Regions from separate parts of the Zea mays genome. Here region 2 is linked to region 1. Evidence: chromatin contacts called from public Hi-C data. All regions are on one chromosome and are shown on one strand. The core of a region is the stretch at or near the end of the contact, and the rest is flanking DNA. Distances in the headings are between cores, read along the strand shown. Region 1 holds the start of LOC103634807. Region 2 holds the start of LOC103634810 (L-Ala-D/L-amino acid epimerase).

Evidence for each region. A called contact is a pair of places that touch in the nucleus more often than the background predicts.
Region 2: a Hi-C map of ear shows a contact between it and region 1, with 2.0 times the contacts expected there. The contact joins the promoter of LOC103634810 here to the promoter of LOC103634807 in region 1. A contact is called at or near these places in 2 of 25 Hi-C or Micro-C datasets (ear and tassel).

The regions. Positions count from the first base shown.
Region 1 is chr8:13,591,549-13,594,248 of Zm-B73-REFERENCE-NAM-5.0, forward strand. LOC103634807 reads left to right here and starts at 1,370. Exons shown (of 4, transcript XM_008657397.3): 1 at 1,370-1,817; 2 at 1,951-2,303. The coding sequence starts at 2,130.
Region 2 is chr8:13,738,387-13,741,086 of Zm-B73-REFERENCE-NAM-5.0, forward strand. It overlaps LOC103634810 (L-Ala-D/L-amino acid epimerase), which reads right to left and starts at 1,302. Exons shown (of 7, transcript XM_008657399.4): 1 at 326-1,302. The coding sequence starts at 1,012.

The DNA of each region.
Region 1 (2,700 bases), core at 120-2,619:
GGCTGGACCCTTTACACGACTGGATTCCGGGTTAATTCCGCAAATCTAGCTAACAAACATAGCACAAAACTCGGAACCCTAAACTGCTCTGCGCATGCGCGGACCGTCCGGCCCACAGGCGCGGACTGTCCGGACCGCGGACCGTCCGGCCTCAGGGCCGGACCGTCCGGCCGCTCAATATGGCGCTCAACAAACTGCAAGTGAAAAATGTCGATTTCCACTAGACCTTAGCACTGACGACATTAAAAACGTCAGTACAAATAGCTCTAAAACCGCTACTATAGAGCTTCTCTATACTAGTGTTCTCATCACTTGTTTACAGATCAGTTGGCGTTCATCAACTTAGGTCTGTGAATCTGGTGTATTCTGAACACCTGTTTAAAGATCAGTTGGCAGAAATTTAAATGAGTAGTTCAAGCTAAAAGAAGCAAATATTTTCAGCAGAGGTAATTGAGGATGCTCGTGTGATGTATTGTATTGTATTCCACACACACACAAAAACTTGGTCCACCCGACCCGACCAAGTCCAGTAAATAATGCACACAAAGGCTGCGATGCTAACGTTGACCAACTACAGAACCATATTTCCTGGAGCCAAGAATGTATAACTAAAACGCAAAAGTCATCTTTAGATATCAGTAAAATTTTACAACTATAGTAAGGTTCTGATGCGGGATTCTGAGCCGCAAGGGAAGCCTGCTTTCGCAGGCATCATGCTCTGGATCTCCTCGTGCACTCCCAGCAGAACATCCCGCGACTGCTGCCACGCCACGACTGTGCTTCAATTCTGGCGTTGAGGAGGAGCCTCCTCCTGCCGAGACTGCTGGAGACGACCACCTCCTCCTGGCGGCCGTGGGCCTGCCAGCGCCGCAGTCCGTCGCATAGAGCTGGACCGGGCGGCGCAGCAGGACGTCAGCGTCGGCGAGGGCAGGGGCGGTGCGTTGCGTTGCAGGAGCGTTGTCGTCAGCGGGAGAGAGGCAGTGGAGGGGGCTGGGGCGGCGAATGGCGCAAGAGGTCCAAGTCCCAGACTTGTGCACTGGGTGATGTAGCAGCGTGCGCGCCCGAGGCGGCGGCGGCCGGCCCAGCGCGGGTCTTGCCTGCGCTCGCTCCGGCGTCGTTCTCGCCAGAGTGGTCGGGGCGGCGGCGGCCAGGCATCCCGCGGCGCACTCGCACCACCGAGCTCTGCCTTGCCGGATGGTGGCTGGTGCTGCGGCCAGGTTCCGCGCCCTCGAGGTGGCAGCGGCGGCGTTGCCGCGTTGGCGGCCTAGACCCGGGTGATTTGGAGCGGAATCTGCGGACGAAATCTCGGCAGTTGTTCCCTCTTTCGCGTGCGTGTGGGAGCGCCCGACGGAATTTCTCCCACGGAATTCTGTCGTAGGTGGGTTTGGTTGGAGGTGGCATTCATGGATGCGCCTGGAAAAAAGGCCCAAAAGTTTACATTGGGCTTTTTCTAGATTTTGCGCGACAACCTGGCCCGGTGGTGTTTATCTACCAAAGTAGCCCGTGGAACTGTAGATATGGGGCACGGCGTCCCTCCGGCCCGCGCCCCGTGGTCATTTCGGCGTTAACGCCGCCGCAGCGCCGAGTCCTACGGCTCCCCGCCCCGCAAGGCCGCAACCGCAGTCCGCAGACGGCCTAGGTCGAGAGGAGGGCGATTCCATTCGACCACATCCTAGGAGGCCAGGAGAGACCGGCGGCAACCTGCCTGCGCGCTAGTCTGACAGCGCGCGAGGCGGCGATAACCCGCCGCGGCGGTGGCGTCGCACGAGCTGCCGCCTCGTTCTGGCGGGACGGCTGGTTGTCTCCTGTTCAGCCAGGTTCGCAAATGCAATTTTATTTCGAGATATATTTGCGATTATCACAACCGCAACACTGGTTCGCTGGAACAACATCCAAAGGTATGGAGTTTGGTTTCGCGCGTCCCTTTAACAGCCTTGCTGTTCTTCACAGCAAACGGCGTGCCTCGCCGCAGAGAGCTTACGTGCTCCTCTCCCCCACGCCGCCGTCGGCGTGTTGTACCGCCCCTCCATCTCCCCCGCCGCCGCCGCCGCCGTACAGAGCTTCGAGCACCTCGGCCACACCACTCCCTCCCACCGCCGCCGCAGATATCTCCTGCCCGCGGTGCCGGGATGGAGAACGACATCACCGCCGCCGAGATCTTCGGCGTGGTCGGGATGGAGAACGACATCGCCGCCGCCGAGTTCTCCGGCATGGTCGGGATGGAGGACACTGCTGCTACGCCGGTGTGCCACGGCTCGGCTTGTCCGGTTGTCTGCCACAGCGAAGAACCTGGAGGATCAAAGGTTATAATTCCTTTGACTAATACAACAGCATTAGAAATTCTGTGTTGGTAATTCTTTGTTTAAGAAAGAAAAAAATATCGTTGCAGGATTCGCAAGATAAGCAACTAACTAGTGAACCATCAAAAGAAATTGTTTGGGGTGCTTTACAATTTGAGGACAGGTGGAAGGAGGAAGGGATGCAATTAATTGCCTGTGAAGATTCTATATATGCTCAACTTGGTTTGGTAGAAGAGGATGAGAGGGAGATGAGAGAAAAGGACCAAGCTTGTTATGCAGGGGTTGGAACTAGGATTTCTAATGAGCTTGATGATGATGGCGCCACCATGCCATGTGAGGATTCTTTACCACAAGAGAGGAGGATATTATATGACCAAGATAATCCTGTTATGGAGCCTGG
Region 2 (2,700 bases), core at 52-2,551, 150 kb after region 1:
AATTAAATACAACCATAGGACTAATCATTAATAAGTCTAAACAAAAATCAAGCAATTGAATGGCCATCAAGAAAAATGAGAATCAATGAGAAACTATGTCAGTTCCTTATGTCTGCATCTCATCAATTTCCAAGGGAAAAAAACTGGAACGCCTCCATATGTGCTAGTATATGTTAAAGGAGCCCTAAAGGAATCCGTATGAGGAATCACGTTCCTATCCTATCCTCCCTAGGATGAATGATCAAACAGCAGCCAATCCACCGCGGTATCGCAAGGCAAATTTTACTTGCCGAAGCAGGACGTAGAGAAGCTGCGGATCCCTCACCGAGGCGAAGGCGTGTCCCGGGAGCACACCGGCAACGTCCTGCAGCAGGGCGCCGAGGGGCGCCGCGGGGGCGGCGGCGAGCGCGGCGCACGCCCGGGCCGCGGCGCCGAGCGCCGCCGGCTGGTCCTCGGCGGTGACGGAGGGCAGCACGGGCGCCTCGCCCCAGCCGACGGCGCCGCTGCGGAGCTCGACGCGCACGGCGACGTTGGAGAGCGCGGCGAGGCGCGAGGACGCGATGGTGAAGGGCGCGGCGAGCGGGACGCGGAGCGGGCGCGCGCCGGCCGCCGCCACGTCCACGGAGAAGGTCTCCTTGAGCGCGTCGAAGCCGAACGAGCCCACGGGGGAGGGCGGGGGCGGGGACGGCGAGACGGCGCGGAGGCGGGTGGTGGCGGTGGCGGCCGCGGGCTGGTGGCGGCCGGCCGCGACGACGAGGCTGGGCGGCCTCGGGGTAGGGGCGGGGCTCGCGCGGGTTCCGGCGGAGAGCCGGAGAGGCGACGAGGAGACCGAAGGGTCCATGGTGCCCACTGCGTACGGGGGAAGCGGAGACCGGAAGCCGGGCGGCGGGATTCGCGGGGAAGCGGCGAAAGAAGACGAGCGAGCGAGAACGCAACGGGGAGAGAGAGAGAGAGAGAGGAGAGACCCCGAGTGGAGCGCTGGTTTTTTATAGTGTGGCACATCACATCGCATATAGACACATAATAGTACGTACAGCAGTGGGACGAGACAAAGCACCACACCAAGCGGGCAAGGGACAGTTGGCGAGAAGCACCCACGTGGGCGCACGGCTCTCCTCTCCTGTGCGATGCTGCGCGCCTGGGCGATGCCGTCGAGGACGAGGAGGGCGACGACACCGGCGCAGCGCGGAGGCCGGAGACCAACATGTGGGGCTGGTCCGGCTGGACGTCGCCGTGGTGCAGAGATTTCAGATTCCACGACGCTGATACGTTGGCACCGATCAGGTGACAGTGGCACCTCGACGCAGGCAGGTCATCCAGCCCTTTGGCCGTGTTGGTTTGTTGCTTGTTGCTTGTTGTGGTTCGTCGTGGAGCGGGAGGAGTGGAGGACACATCAGCAAGTAGCAACAGACAAGACCTTCGCTGTTCTGCATTGTGCATAATAGTCCTATTAGTTAGGGCCATACCCATCGGGTCAGCAAGGACCCGGCACGAATTTGAAAGCACGAAGGCCAGCTCAGCACGGGAGAGAAGAAGACGGGCCAGCACGACACGCTTAGCATGTTGGACTGTACTTATCGTTTCGGTCCGATGGCCCAAATGACACGCACGGGCAATTGGGTCGTGCCCGTGTCAGCCCGGCACAAAAATGGGCACGGACGCACCGTCGCACCGCACGCACCGTCGCACGCGACGCGTATTTTACCGCGACTGCGACGCCTCGTTTCTGTCGGCTCCCTCGTCCCTCTCCTAAACCCTAACGCCTCCGGTTCCAGTCTCCAGGGCGCTGCCGTCGCTGCCCTGTCACCGTCTCTTCCATGCTCGCCTTTGGCGACCACCGGTCGCATCTGATGCGGCGTTTCATTGCCGGATCCCTAATGTGCTTCGTTCTATCCAATGGTTCGTTCTATCTCAAAACCCTAATCCCGATTCACAAGTATGTTTCCTATGAATCGAAGCGCCGTCGCCGACGCCAGCTCAAGGCTCAAGCGCTCAACGAACTTCGCTAAGAGGCAGCAGTAAGTGACTTTTCCCATTCGTGCCTGTTCGGCCGGTTTGCATTCGGGCCTTTTCACATTCGTGCCTTTCCCCAAGAGGCAGCAGTAAGTGCTTTCTCCTTAAATTCTCACCTAGTTGAATCATGCTGACTAATGGGCTCGAGCTCACTTGCTTTATTTATACAGCAGTTTCTCACCTAGTTGAATCATGCCTTTTCCCAGAGTACCCCAGTTTGCTTGCTACTCACTTGCTAGATCTATATTCATTTGCTCTACAATGGGGAGGAAGAGGGTAGCTGGTAGAAAAGCTTTTTGTAGTAGTAGGATAGATGATTCCAGCAATCCTATTTCTAGTGAATTCTCCCCTACCATGGAAGTCCCTGGGCCTCGACCTGTTTATAGTCCCTCCTTACGAGTACCAGGAGATGGTGGTGGCACTGAGCCTGTATCTGGTTCTAGTTCCTTTTCCTTACCACTACCAGTAGATGCTAGTAAAGGGTTGAGTCTGGTTCTAGTCCCTTAACAGCAGATGGTGATATTAGTGTTGATGTGTCAGTAAAGGGTGCTAAACCATCTATTTCTAGGGCAGAGTGCTGGAAGCATATGGATAAGCGGGAGATTATCGAGAATGGTATAAAAAGTTATATTGTTATATGTCACTATTGTAAAACTGAGTTGAGTGCAGATTCTGCTGGTGGCACTA